Regions from separate parts of the Mus musculus genome. Here regions 2 and 3 are each linked to region 1. The links are chromatin contacts, called in public HiChIP or PLAC-seq maps. All regions are on one chromosome and are shown on one strand. Each heading gives the region's core, a stretch centred on a gene start, on an enhancer-like site or on the middle of the called end of the contact. The rest is flanking DNA. Distances are from core to core; before and after follow the strand shown.

The links. HiChIP or PLAC-seq counts read pairs in DNA pulled down with a chosen protein or histone mark.
Region 2: a contact with region 1 is called in an H3K4me3 HiChIP or PLAC-seq map of the SCID.adh cell line, with 11 read pairs. The contact joins the enhancer-like site here to the promoter of Nova1 in region 1. A contact is called at or near these places in 3 of 484 Hi-C or Micro-C datasets (the G1E-ER4 cell line, the N1E-115 cell line and nephron progenitors), 2 of 115 datasets of contacts at active chromatin or transcription factors (the SCID.adh cell line and embryonic stem cells) and 2 of 9 other capture datasets (adipose tissue and liver).
Region 3: an H3K27ac HiChIP or PLAC-seq map of microglia shows a contact between it and region 1, with 3 times the contacts expected there. The contact joins the enhancer-like site here to the promoter of Nova1 in region 1. A contact is called at or near these places in 1 of 15 datasets of contacts at CTCF or cohesin (the NIH/3T3 cell line), 4 of 115 datasets of contacts at active chromatin or transcription factors (the SCID.adh cell line, microglia and neural progenitor cells) and 3 of 9 other capture datasets (adipose tissue, liver and pancreatic islet).

What each region holds. Positions count from the first base shown.
Region 1 is chr12:46,817,415-46,820,255 of GRCm38.p6, reverse strand. It overlaps Nova1 (NOVA alternative splicing regulator 1), which reads left to right and starts at 1,489. Exons shown (of 5, transcript NM_021361.2): 1 at 1,489-1,640. The coding sequence starts at 1,505.
Region 2 is chr12:46,761,566-46,764,406 of GRCm38.p6, reverse strand. The region is part of intron 2 of Nova1 (NOVA alternative splicing regulator 1); the gene reads left to right. Among named protein-coding and RNA genes, the nearest start is that of Nova1, 56 kb to the left of the region's middle. Within about 2 kb of position 1,471, at least 1 of the 459 cell types and tissues checked has an H3K27ac peak or open chromatin away from gene starts, as enhancers often do. A contact at or near this core is called in the SCID.adh cell line, where this site is marked.
Region 3 is chr12:46,868,942-46,871,782 of GRCm38.p6, reverse strand. No RefSeq gene overlaps it. Among named protein-coding and RNA genes, the nearest start is that of Nova1, 52 kb to the right of the region's middle. Within about 2 kb of position 1,457, at least 8 of the 459 cell types and tissues checked have an H3K27ac peak or open chromatin away from gene starts, as enhancers often do. A contact at or near this core is called in microglia and neural progenitor cells, where this site is marked.

The DNA of each region.
Region 1 (2,841 bases), core at 240-2,739:
GCTTGATTGGGTTTGAAATCAGTTTTTCAGACTTTGGCTTTTCCACTAACCCGGATTCCTAGCATCAGGACTTAAAATACTAACTTGATGCATGACCTTGAACAAAATACCCTGAGTCACTTTCCTTATCTACAGAAGGACTGGACTAGATAACCTCTAGGGTCTTTTATAATGCTAGCTTAGCCACACTTCCCGCATCCCCCTCCCGCCCCCTCCAGTGTGGAAGGGCTGAGGATCAGGATCCTGAAACCGCCCGAAGCTATGTAAGTCGTGGGTGCCCAGATGCCTTCATCTGTGTTTCGTGCAGTGTGTGAAGCTGCGTACACCCTCAGCTGTTGCCTCTTCAGTTTGCCTCCCGGGTCCCTGTGGAGACCACATATCGCTTTATTTATTTATATCCTGGCTTGCTCCCGAAAGCACATAAGGCGCCAAGACACAGTAAGTCCCCGACAGTGTCACACGGTGCGAGAAAGAAATCCTCTGATGACATCTCCTTTAGAAAACCGCCTCCCAGAGATGCTAATGAATGCCTTTTGCCGAACTCTCCGGGTCCCAGCTGGGTTTCTGGTCTCCTGCCTGAGCCGTCCACCCCTCCCCGCGGTCACTCAGACGCCCTTCCCGGACTAGCCCAAACTGTCACCACCAAGTCCCAGCTGGACCAGGATCCCGCCCGGCTCCCTCGCTCGGCTGTCATTGGCTGCTGCTGCCGTCACTCCCCGCACGGCTCCGCCTCCCCGCCTAGCGCGTTTTGTGGACCCCTGGGTTTCCGCGGCAAGCCGCTGACGTTTGCCTGAGCGGCGTTGCCTGGGCCCCGCGACCTTTCACCCCGCCTCCCCGCGGGAGCGCCCCGGCCCGCTCCGCGCCCCCGCCAAGCCCGCGCGCCCCCGCCAAGCCCGCGCGCGCCCGCCGCCCCGCAGGCGGAGACTCCGGCGCGGAGGCCGGCCCCGCGCGGCGCGTGTGGGAGTCGCGGCCCCTCGCGGCCCCCGCCCGCCGCCCCCCACGCGCGGGAGACACGATGAGCGCGGGCGGGCGGCAGCGGCGCGGAGCAGCGCAGGCGGCACACGCGCCCAGGCAGCGGCGGCGGCGGCAGCAGCGGGAGCGAGCGCCGCGTTAGCCGGGTCCGCCGCTCCGGCCGCCCGCGGCCGCTCCTCCTCCCGCTCATTCACTCGCCCTCCTCCCGGCCGCCCGCGCCTCCTCCGCTCATTCACTCCCGCTCTGCCCGCCGCTTTCTTCTCCTTCTTCACCCTCCGGCTCCCACACCCCCTCCATTCCCGCTCCTAGCCGACACTGCACTGCAGCTGCTCCGCGCCCTGCCCCCTCCCCAGTGAGCACATCAGCCACACTGCTCGCCGCCTCAGACTGCTATTGATCCGATTAAAGAAAAAAAAAAAAAAAAAAAGAAAAAAAAAAAAAAAACCTTAGCAACCCCAAACGAGAAAAAAAAAAAAAAAAGCCAAAACAAAAGGGAGCCGCTTCTCCCGGTGCAGCGGCAGGAACTGCAAGCATGATGGCGGCAGCTCCCATTCAGCAGAACGGGACCCATACGGGGGTTCCCATAGATCTGGACCCGCCGGACTCGCGGAAAAGGCCGCTTGAAGCGCCCCCTGAAGCCGGCAGCACCAAGAGGACCAACACGGGCGGTGGGTATCGCTTCCGCCTCCCGCCCCGTCCCCGCCGCCCTCCCGCGCCGTGGCCGCTGCCGCCGGCCGTCCCGCGCCCCCTCCCCTGCACCTGCCCCGGCCCCGTCTCATCAAGATGGCGACCCGGGGTTCTGAGCCGACCCGCTCGCCCCAGCCGGTGCTGGCCCCGGCGACAGGGTCCGCTCCCAGGGCCGCCCCCCGCGAGAGGTGATGGCCGCCTGAAGATGCGCGCTGCATTTAACAGTCTGATCAAATAAATAAATAAATGGCACTTGGGTAGCGGCTTGCAGATGCTGGGGGCACCGGAGACTTTTGCCTCTGTTCATCCCCTTGCTCTGGGCCACAAGTAGTATGCAAAATCTTGATGAGTGCATGCCCTGAGCGCACTTACATGGTCGGTACAAATATCGCATTGATTTGTCTTCAAGGGTATGCATACGAGGGGGGTGTCTGGTACGGTGACTTGTTAGTTAACATCCTGCGCTTCCTCGGAAGATGAGTTATAACGGGACCGCTATCGCTTCTTCATTTGCACTGGAGTCATCTTAACAATGCATCCAATGCATCGAAGCAGAGGTGAATTTATCTCCAGCATATACATTAGAAATGGATGGGGGTCTTGTGAGTGGCACATCGCAAAAAATTCGGAATACTCGTTCCCAGTAAAGAGCTGGATTTACCGCGAAGTTTCCTATTTAAGACGTGATCAGGTTGACGGAAACTAAAGTTTATGGAGTTGGCTTTATTTTCTGAAACATTTCATTTTTCTTTTTTTTTTTTCACGGCTCATCGAACCTCCCCCCGCCCCCGTCTCCGTTTTATGGTTCTTTTGGAGATGGAGCGTTATCTATTTGGTGACTTTGGAGTGTATTTAGAATAAATAACTCGTAAGCTTTTTAGTATTGGCAAGATTCTTCTTAAGGTCTTTTAATTAATGAGCTTAGCCGAGATCATAGTAGACTTAGAAGTGCCGCGGAAATACATCGGGATTACTTAGATTCTCAGTCCACCACATTGACGCTTTTTTTCCCCTTGGCAGTTTCTCACGGCTTGGAATACTCCCTACAGTTTGGGTGGACTATTTTGCAGGAAGATGGTTGTTTTGTATACTTAAAGTCGGATATAGCCAGTGATTAATTGCAGTCTTTTATGTTTGCTATGACAGACAAATTTAGCGGATCACTACTTACAGTGTTGGATT
Region 2 (2,841 bases), core at 222-2,721, 56 kb after region 1:
AGGAAACAGGAAAATGTGTTCCTCCATTTGACTTTGTACAACTAGAACTGTTGTGATTATTAAATTAACACACACTTCATTGTTTGAGAATTCAGAAATAAATATTAGCATAGGAATAATTAAACCTTAATGAATTTGCAAATGTTTACCCTGCATTACAATTTTCAATTTGCAATAAGAAAAATAAAGTCAATTGTAAAAATAAAAATTTAACTTCTTAAATGATGGGTCCTCAGACACCTGTCAGTAATGTTCTGGCAGTTCCCAGATTTCATGGAGGAACTTGAAAAGTAATTTTAGGAGCAAAGTGAAACTGATGTAAATGAAAGCCCAAGTAGAAAATTTTGCAAGAAAGATTTATGTACCTTAAATTATTTTAAAATAAATTCTAAATAGTTCTATAGTTTGGGATTTTGAAATGTTATCTACAGATTTGTAGAATATCTTTTGATTTAGAAATATATTTTACATTATCCAAAACATATAAAATTATAGTGTGTTCTAGCATCAAGTATTAAAAATAAAAAACAAATTATTGTATTCAATCAGTAGGCGAAACATTTCAGGTATTTTATTTACCAGAGTCACAGAGAGAAATGTTTTGGTCCCTAGCACTATATAGACAGATAACTTTATAGTTCGTGCTAAATGGCCAGTATTTTAATTACTTCATTTAAGACAAATTTAGCATATCATATCCTGTTTTAATTATTGAAAAGATAATTTATTTTCAATAGAATAACATGTACAATTAGAATTTAGATAATTTAAGAATAAATCTTAACTAATTTCTGTTTATTTTTGTAAATGTAGTATTTTCAGTGTATATGTCATCAGTCTGAATTTTTGAGTGTGTTTTCATAAAAAGCCACTGATGCCACAAACCTGATTATAATACTGAAGTAGCAAACATTTGTTGCTTCGTTGACATAAGGATAGAAATTGCCATGTGTCCTGTTAATACTTGTGTGTAGATGTATGTATTCCTGTGTGTTTCGATTTTCGAATGTATTTTGTAGTGCAATCTGGAAATCCAACTGTCATATGTAGCGACTTAATCAAGTGTAAATTGCTTAACAAGTTTAAAGTTTTTGTTTTGTTTTGTTTTGACTGTTAATTGCGTATCATTACACCTACCTCACAGGGTTGTTGTGGGGAAAATAATAAACATACTTGAAAGAGCGCTTAACATCTGCTACAAGTGCAATATCTGAAAACCGTGTGTTACTAAAGCCTCGAAGCCTCCCAACTCCATTGTGTGCAAGGTGAAATCCAAGTGCTTGTCACAGTGTGTGACCTGATCCTCCCTAGTCCCCAACTGACTCATTCTTTGTTTCCAGACTGTGGTGGTGTTGTTGAAGTTTTAGTAGTCACTTGCAACACAAAAATGTTGTGTGTGTCTCTGTGTGTGTCTCTGTGTGTGTCTGTGTTGTTTTCTACCATTGTCCGTTTTGTCCATCTGGACCACTGGGTCACTGTCTTCTGTGCTGCCAGCTCACACCTAGTCTTCACTGTGGCTTTCCTCTGCAATAAGAGGTCTCCTAGCCCTGCTCCTCCCGTGTTTGTTGTATAACTAACCCCTGTACATGACCCTGGGCTGGTTCCTAGATTATTATCATAGGTAATCCTTATATGATTATTGTGCATTTATTACAAAGAAACTTTGATTTTTCTGTACTTATAAAAAGTGGATGCCCAGCTACATAGAGCCACATGAGGGTCGTGGTTATGTACTAAGTCAGTCCACTTGGCTTTATCATTCCCATAGTAATTAACCAAATAAAGGATTGGAGTACCCAAGGGATTAAACCTCTCTTGCCTTACTCTTTCCTGTCATTGTGCCTGCACTTCTATTGTGATGATGTTTTCTGTCTTGATAAAATCCTGCCCACGATTTTCATCTCGTTTCCTTTACTGTCTGTTGGCTCCTGCTTTTGGCATTCTCTGGCAGAAGTAAGAATTACATGTGTTCCAGAAATTACATGTTGACTAAAAATCTACATCAATTTTTCTCTGCCTTCTTTAGCTTCACCACCCTTGGTTTGGTCAAGCCTTCCCATCATTGCTGTGTTCCTTGGTCTGTAATCTTCCTCCGACTTTTATTCTAAAATTGCCTCATTTCATTGGCGAACATGTATGTAAGGTTTTAATGTGTGTGTGGCATGGTGCAGTACTAAATTTTTAGTATCTTTTGTTAAATTGTTCCTTTAAAACGCCATGCATGTGTGTCATGCATTGTTCTTGCTCTCACCCCTTAGCTCCCTGATCACTAGTGTACCCCTCTCATCCCCTTCCTCCCCACAACTCACTCACCTGTAATAACATGTGGAGTTTGTCAGAATGTAACTTATATATGTATGGTGATGTTTAGGTGTCTTGCTGTATTTCCCCATGCCAGTCTCACAATTGGGGGTTCAAGCCATCCCATTCTACTACACTGTTTGTAAACATTTGTGTGTGTGTGTGTGTGTGTGTGTGTGCATGCTCCACCAAATTATAGGAAGCCTGTTCATTTCTAAGGCAATATCCCAAACTTGTGATTTTACATCTTCATTTTCTACTCTTCTCTTCTTCCCTTTTTCTCCCTCCCTCCATCCTCCCTCCCTCTTCCACCTTCTCTTCCTCTTTTTCTCCTCTTAGCTCTCCTCCACTCTGTCCTTGTCTTTTTAGCTTTCCCTACCCCTAATCGACTGCCAGCCTCTCATTGTCCTACTTTAGAATGTGAAATAAACTGGATTTCCTTTTTATTTCTCAATGTATAAGCTCATGTCTGAAAATATGTACTTAGGTTTGTGAATGCTGAGCTAAAGTGGCCTGGGCATTTACTACCCTGATGACTTG
Region 3 (2,841 bases), core at 208-2,707, 52 kb before region 1:
ATATGAGAGCTTTCATCTTGTCATATTGTATCTTGTTTTGTCTTGTTTGTCTTCTCTTGGAGGCCTGTGTTTTTTCTAAATAGGAAACAGAGTGGGAGTGGACCTGAGGGATGGGGGAGGTAGTGAGGAGTTAGGAGGAGTGTAGGATATGTAAGCATAGGTTGTGATACATTGTGTAAGAGAAGAACCTGTCCTCAATTTAAAAAATAAAAGAATGGAACATTAAGGTTAGATATATCTTTTAAAGTGAACTAAAATGGATACCAGAACTGAAGAATCAATCTTGAGGTAGGTAGATGTGAGGGAACTTAACTTTGGTTAATTTGCAAATGCAAAGTGAAGCTTGATTTGTTCCGGTTTTCTAAGTCTCTACATTTAGGTAAATTGAAGCTCAAGAAAAGCCTATGAGAAGGCTCGAAACAACTCAGAGAACTAGGGCTTCTCCTGAGGATGAGCACTAAGCTAGTTATGTAGATGTAACTGATAGCATGTATTCTTTGCGTTACTTCACTGTGCATACTGTAAAAAACCTCACTCCATTAGTTCCTCAATGATACGACAGGCAATATTGGAGTTGAAGTTTCCCAATTTATCAGTTGCCATTTTTTCAAACAAACTCTTTAAAATATTAAAAACAACAAAAATAGACATTATTAATAGCAGGGAAAAAATAAACTTGATGAATCCCAGATTTCTTAATACTGAGAATTGTGCATTTTCTGTCTTAGCAAATCGTTTTCAAATGTGAGAGAGAGCAAGCAATGGAAATGTGCTCTTTGCTACCAGAATAAAAATGGAAGGCTATTTAATCAGTTTTATAGGACATGAAAAAACAGGCAATGACAACAGGTTTTATACCTGTTGGGATTTTATGTCAGGATGCTGTACTTTTATATGAAAATGTTGAACAAATCTAACAAAGTTCCAGAACCTGGCAGTGACAGACCACAGGCCATATTCTTGAACCGCATTGTCAAAACAATCTGGGAATGGTTTGTACCGCTATTACTGAAAATTCAATTGTGTGGCTTCGGGATGGATTAAATAATTTTTAAGCTTGACAAATTGAAGCTTTTTCAAATAATAAAAAGCCTAGTTGATTAAAATTTAACATCTTTTTTCTCAATACACTGAGTTTGTACCAAATACAGTTTAAAGGAGCCAGCAAGCTACTTTGTACTCCATTTGTTTGCCCCAAGTTTAAGTGATCTGCAGAGCCCTCAAATCCTACCTTGATTGTATTGGTTTCAGGGAATGAAGAAACACTCTATTTCATTTCTGCTAAGTAGAGAATATGACTCCCTCCTCAGTAAAGATCAAGCTGTAATTTCTAATACAGAAACTACTGCAGAGGGAGGAAGATGGATGTAAAGACAAACAAAGAAATAGTCTGAAGGGAGCTGACATGTAGCTGTACTGAAAACACTGGCCAATTGCCAGAAGGATTTTGGCAAGAAGATATTCCAGTTGCAAAGAGCTAACTTTAGAATGAGGAAAGGCAATGTTAACGGGAATAAAAGGGGAACCCAAGAGTGAATAAAAAGGGGAAACGAATCAGCTGATTTCAGGAGAAAATACTGACAGATCCTTTGTGTTAATGAGGAAACTACAAAGAGAGGAGAGTAAAATCTTTATTGTCTACATGCTTAGTAATTACTGAAAAAATGAAAATCCATTGTAACCAAATAATTACTGAAAAAAATCCATAAGTAAGCAACAAGACTACAATTTTCACAGAATTCTCTCTGATCTAACTAAGAAGAGAAAATAAGAATTTTTTTTCTCCCAAAATAAGTATATATTTATTTTTATCCTGGCCAAAGAGATCTGAAAAGCATGAACCACATTGTCCCATTGATCTATTCTTCAGAGCACCATTGAGAGGTGAGACTAAAGCACTAGTACTCTTAACCAAATCTGCTTCTCATCACAATGCAGGTCCACAGGACAGGAGACTAATATGGCTGGATATACTGTTTAAGTATGCAATGACTTTACTTGAGTCATTATTATTAGTTAAGTTACTGAATAAATAATATTTGACGGGCAATTTGAAACTAATTTGAAACCCATTTGATAAGCATTCACATTTTAAAATGCCAGAATAGCCTCACAATATAAAAGACAGAAGTGGAAGAGAATCTGGTTGATGGACATGTGGAAAATATTGCGATTTGCTATTACAATGTTCTAAAATCACATCCACATATTTGTTTATACATGCTCCCATGTGCTTGCAAACACATGTGCCAAAGCATACTTATTGAGAATCGGTGACAACTTGAAGGAGTCATTTCTCTCCTTTTGAACTCAGGTGGCCGGACTTCTTGGAAGGTACTTTCACTTGCTGAATCAATTTGTCAATCCACCATTTTGTAAAGACACCGTTATTTATATTATTATGGAATAGTACTTTAATAAACAATGTAAATGTAATATGTATAATACATTGAATAAATTTTAGGAGCATTACACATACAAATTAAAGTCTAAACACTAAAATTGTTAAGTTTACACAGAAAAAATTTAAACTTGTTTGACTAGAAATTCTTAAAATAACATTAATCTTATAAACCAGTTCCCTCATTCACAATTACCTCTAGCACATCTCTAGTCTACATGGATCAAAATTCAGCTGAAGAAGAAATGGCATGACTATACTTTACCATCATTACCATTATATCTTCTTTACTATATCAAATTTCTGTAAGAAATTGATACCTGATTCATCAAAGGCCTCAAGAAGATTATTAAAGAAATCAGTTCCTCTGCCATATCTTTACTTATTACTATGTGAATAATGATAGCTGCTTTGAAAATCGTTTCAAAACTTGGATTCAT